2 separate regions of the Zea mays genome follow, and region 1 is linked to region 2. A link is a contact called in public Hi-C data. All regions are on one chromosome and are shown on one strand. Each heading gives the region's core, a stretch centred on a gene start, on an enhancer-like site or on the middle of the called end of the contact. The rest is flanking DNA. Distances are from core to core; before and after follow the strand shown. Region 1 holds the start of LOC109944846 (filament-like plant protein 3). Region 2 holds the start of LOC100381559 (putative calcium-dependent protein kinase family protein).

What was found. A called contact is a pair of places that touch in the nucleus more often than the background predicts.
Region 1: a contact with region 2 is called in a Hi-C map of tassel, with 4 times the contacts expected there. The contact joins the promoter of LOC109944846 here to the promoter of LOC100381559 in region 2. A contact is called at or near these places in 5 of 25 Hi-C or Micro-C datasets (bundle sheath, ear, endosperm and 2 more).

What each region holds. Positions count from the first base shown.
Region 1 is chr3:142,914,652-142,917,406 of Zm-B73-REFERENCE-NAM-5.0, forward strand. LOC109944846 (filament-like plant protein 3) reads left to right here and starts at 1,433. Exons shown (of 5, transcript XM_020550321.2): 1 at 1,433-2,100.
Region 2 is chr3:142,512,464-142,515,163 of Zm-B73-REFERENCE-NAM-5.0, forward strand. LOC100381559 (putative calcium-dependent protein kinase family protein) reads left to right here and starts at 1,377. Exons shown (of 7, transcript NM_001174384.1): 1 at 1,377-2,571. The coding sequence starts at 1,962.

The DNA.
Region 1 (2,755 bases), core at 183-2,682, 400 kb after region 2:
TCTAGGATACTCTACACCGAGATCGATCGGGTACACGCAGTAATCGGCGTCGTCTAGGCACGCACGCAAATGATTTTTACTCGTATCCATCTCAATCAATCTGTACGTGTGTTTAGAGATGATGGGAGATGGCTCTGTTTTCCTGCTCCCTGCAGCTGGTTTTCGCAGCCACCACAACGCTGCTGCCGACATTGTTTTTTTGTTGATGATTTTAGACAGTAGTAATACACATGCAGGAGCGGAGCACAGCAGCAACAGTATACATGCATGGGCCTAGACTGTCAACCAACTGTTTCAGTTCTTTAGAGCATACTTACTAGTATTTAGATTAGGGGACTTTTTTCCTTAGATTTAGGGTGCTACACACGTCCTCATCCTTGTACGTACAGTTCAGCTCTGCCTCACAAAGGTTTACGATTGCGTCAGTTCATTCATTCATTCACTCATTCATTCATCCTAGGAAGTGGTGCCTCTGCTGGCTTCTCCAATAAAATAAAAGTAACAGGACAAAGAAACGATGCCTCTACGGCTCTACTTATACTGGACGGCGTTCCGTTGCCGTTGCCGTTGCCGTTGCGTGGCGTACCCATGCGGCCCTCTGCAGGCTGTGCTTGGCACGTGGCCGCCGACGGTTCCTCGGCTCACTCCCCAAGGGCGGAGGGAAAAGGTCGCTGGTGGTGTGGGGTCGGGGACTGACAAGCGGACGGCAAGTCGGCAACCGTGTTTGGTTCAGCTTTTTTCTGACCAGCTTTTCTGAGAATCTGACTGTGAGGAGAATCTGGCTGTGGGAAGAATCTGAGTATTATTAGGATTACGTGCGGAGGAGATAAAGATGTTCATAAGGCTCAGGATCTAGAAAGTGACGGATTCCTACTATTGCAACAACTCAACCGATTATATGTTTATGTTGATTTTGAATAGTTTTTACCTAAACGAATTTTATAGAAGCTGACTGAAAAGCTGACGCGTTTGGCAGTCCGCAGCAGCTTTTGGTGGCCAGAAGCTGCAAAAAGCTGAAACAAACAGGGGCGTCGTCAGGTGCACGAAAACAGCCCAGAGCTGCCTGCACTCAACTCTCAACGCTCACCTTTTTTTTATATACACGTCTTAAAGATAAACAGAACAAAAATTGGACAGGAATCCCGCGTACCTGGTCTGACCTCGTAACCCGTCGCTGCGGACGATCTCGCAATCAGGCGATTCTTTCACGACTAGTAATGTAGCAGTGGTAGTACTAGTTAGTAAATGAACTACTACTTCACCCAACAATGCACTGTACTATTTGCTCATCCTATTCCGAGCAGAACAGAACAGAACGCCACCACCGCCACCAGTCTGCTACGGGGGGACCAAGAGGAAAAGCGCAGCAGGTGGCCTGCTGGTTTGCTTTGCTTGTCGATTCGATTTGAGCGACCCCGGGCGGGACTGGGAGGGAGAGGGAGACGCCAATGGCGCTGCCTCGTATTCCGACCGTGTACTGCTGCCGATAATAGTAGTACCACCAGTACCAGTAGTCCAGTACCAGTACTACTGCTACTCCATTTCCTGTCTCTCTCTCATTTTTTTTTCTTGCTGATTTCGGGTCCGACGGCTTTGGATCCTCGCATTTATCGCTCGCTCCGATGCACTGCACCATCGGCCCGTCGCACGCGCGCATCGCCTCGCCACCCCAGTCGCCTCGAGGCCCGGGAGCATTCGAGGACGTGAACGTGAGGTGGGGCGCGGTGCCGGTGCGGTGGTGCCCTTTCGCCTGCCTTTTTATCCCCCCAGGCTCGTGTTCTTGTCCGCCTTCGCTTGTTCCTTGCGCTCTCCTCCCCTTCCGTTCTCCTCTCTCTCTCTCTCTCTCTCTGCTCTGCCGTCCAGTGAGCAGTGAGCTGGCCGGGCACCGGGCGTTGCCGCTTTTCCGATCCCACCTGTGCCCCGCTGTCCTACTGACCAAAAGCGGAGTTAGGGAGGTAGATGAGAGAGACCCTGTGAGCTGATGGAGTCGAGTTCTTTCACTCAGAGGAGAGAGAGAGAGAGAACTCCATTGTCCTTGTGCGTTCGCTCTTGTGATGCCCGGCATTCTCCGTGCACTCGTTCAATCCCGCCCACTCCCAGGTATGTAGTATCTATCAAGGAAATGCTTCTCCCCCTCCCCGCTAGTCGTCCTTGCTTCTTGCTGCCTCGCCATACTCTTGTGACGCCATTGGCGGCGGCGGATTCCTCTCGCGGGGTTTAGGTGGTTGCTCCCAGACTGCGCCATGCGCTTAATAGGTCCGCCCCGTCTGTCTTCGCTCGCGCCTCCCCTCCATGTTCGCCGCCGATGGATTTTCGTTTCTCTGCTCCCTCCCTCCCTCTTCAACTGGGGAACGGGGAGTCGTCGGTGGCCACGAGTTTGTTACTATGTTTTTTTTATTATTTTCTTCTTCTAGTAATTCGAACAGAGGTTGAGAATTGTACTTGGGCGCTCTTCGCGAGTACTTTTCGTTGACACTGTAGCTCTGACGCGACAGGGGCGTACTTTTAAAAGAATTCGGTTCTGTTTGGTTCGTGCTAAGTTAGTTAAAGTATGGCAAGTTAGTGAACCAAACATAAGCATCTGGATGCTTATGTTGTATTTTGTATGGCCTCATTCTACCAGGACCAAGGAATCTGGATGCTTATGCTGTATCAGCGTGTTAGTTTCAGTTGACACAATAGTCTGACACAGAAATATCAGCTGTTCTCTGCCTTTGGAGTTTGGACCATAAGCATCTTTCACAATTTGTTATCA
Region 2 (2,700 bases), core at 127-2,626:
ATTAGAGTGCCAATATCTCACCTTAGCTTTATAAACAGATTATTTGAAGATACATAGATTTGAAATTTTCCTATGGCGTGCCAATATTAGTTTTCCAAGGCACTGCGATCAGGTTAAAATGTGGCTCTTATGTTCTTACCTTTATTTTAAAGCCTAGTTGTCATTTTTCTACCGGCGTATCAAAACGGAGAGGTTGCACTTGTTCTGCTTAAAAACTACTCCTACCTTGTATATGTAAATTTGCCCTACTTGTTTTTAGTTCTATATGATTTTAATAACATCTATTTTACACATTTGGACAAACAAAAGAGCTCCTTCAGCGTCTAGGGATTGACATTGGACGGGAGTTGACTCGAGATGAAATCAATTTACAATTATTTCAAATATAAGCAAACTTTAACAAGTTACACATGCTTAGGGGGTGTTTGGTTTCTAGGGACTAATGTTTAGTCCCTAGATTTTATTCCATTTTAGTTCCAAAATTACCAAATATAGAAACTAAAACTTTATTTTAGTTTCTATATTTAGCGATTTATACACTAAAAAAGAATAAAATGAAGGGACTAAACATTAGTCCCTAGAAACCAAACACCCCCTTAATTAACCATCGATGCAAATTAGGAGAGTTAGAATAAAACCAGGGGTTAGTATAATATTTTATTTTTTAACAACTTATTTGCTTTTACCTAACTCAACTGAGTGTGAAACTGGTGAAAACAGTGGCTACAAATTTAAAAAATTCAAGGTAAAATCACAAAAAATACAAGAGTAAAATCAGAATTAGTATTAAAGCAGGGGTAAGAACATTAATGTCCTAATTAAACTAGTGAGGTAGATAATACCTTCGTATTTGGAAAGACTTTTAGACCGAAAGGATAATAAAAAACCTACAAAACCATAATATCTTGTTTGGATGTAGATATTAGTGTACGGAATTTGGAATTAGAATCCACTTTCCAGAATTCTATTGTTTGGTTACATATGAAATTGAGATTTGGAATCGAAGATCTAATTCTCTGGAATTGGACTATAATTAAAACTCTCTCTCCCAATGCAGAGAGCATCACTCCATTGCGTGGAATTGAACCACACAATTCCAAATTACAATTCAGTGATATTCAAATAATAGAATTAAAATTACATCTCATTTTAATATCATGACTGATTTAATATTGAATCCAATTCAATTCTATATCTTCTAATATTGACATCCAAAAGTAGGAGTGTATAACTGTATATATTTGATTAAACAGATCCAGTAAGTGAGTGGCAAGAGATACTTGGATAATAAAGGGAGGAAAACAAATTAAATTATAATAAAACAACTAGAAAGGGAAGTTTCCGACCACGTCGTCTTCCTCCTGTCTCCCCCTCTCCTCCGCCACTAACCAAGGAGGCGAAGACGATAACCACCGACGTGCCTTCCTCCCCACATGCCCTAGCGATCCGTTCTCATTTGCAGACCCAATCCAAGCCCAGAGCAATCACCAAGCCTGGCAGATTAGATTTCCACCCTCACATGGAGGAAAAATCCAACCTTCGCATGTGACCTCTATTTAAATCCCCGCAAGAATCGATCAATCAATCCAAAAGGGTGCAGGAAAACAGAGCAATCCCGTTGCTTAGCGTGTTCGCCTTGCCGTTGGCGTCTCTTCTCCGTTCCTCGGCACGCGTAGGCCCATAAACCTCCGCTAAAGCTCCTTTGTCGCGCCCATTTCGTCAGCCATTTCCCAGATTCCCCATAGGCGAGGGTTCCCGGGCTGAGATCCAATCTTTTCAGTTGTTCGGTTTCAATCGGTGTAAATTCCTCCAGAAAGAAACCTAGAATCGCCCCCCCATAGTTGGAAAAGGTTTCCATTTCTGACCGGTTGTCGAGCCTGGCTACGTTTTGCCGAGCAAAGGCAGGGCGTCCGTTCGGTTACGGTTCTTGATCCGGCGAGGGACCGCCGCTGCCGAAGGCAATGCAGCCGGACCCGCAAGGCCCGGGCAGGGGGAAGGCGGGCGGCGCCAATGCGCACCCGCGGCTGCCGCCGCCGGTGACGGCGGGGTCGGCTGGGCGGCCGGCGTCGGTGCTGCCGCACAAGACGGACAACGTGCGCGACCACTACCGCATCGGGAAGAAGCTGGGGCAGGGGCAGTTCGGCACCACGTACCAGTGCGTGGGCAAGGCGGACGGCGGCGAGTACGCGTGCAAGTCCATCCCCAAGCGCAAGCTGCTGTGCCGCGAGGACTACGAGGACGTGTGGCGCGAGATCCAGATCATGCACCACCTCTCCGAGCACCCCAACGTCGTCCGCATCCGCGGCGCGTACGAGGACGCGCTCTTCGTCCACCTCGTCATGGAGCTCTGCGCCGGCGGCGAGCTCTTCGACCGCATCGTCGCCAAGGGCCACTACACCGAGCGCGCCGCCGCGCAGCTCATCAAGACGATTGTCGGGGTGGTGCAGGGGTGCCACTCGCTTGGCGTCATGCACCGGGACCTGAAACCGGAGAACTTCCTCTTCGCGAGCACCCCTGAGGATGCCCCGCTCAAGGCCACTGATTTTGGGCTTTCCGTGTTCTACAAGCCCGGTGCGTATATATGCAATGCTATTTGGTCTGAAATTTTGTGCCTCCAACAGCTTCCCAATATCATCTCTTATCCCCATAAACGTGTGGAGATGCATTGCTCCATCTCCCAATATTTGTCATTTCATTCTT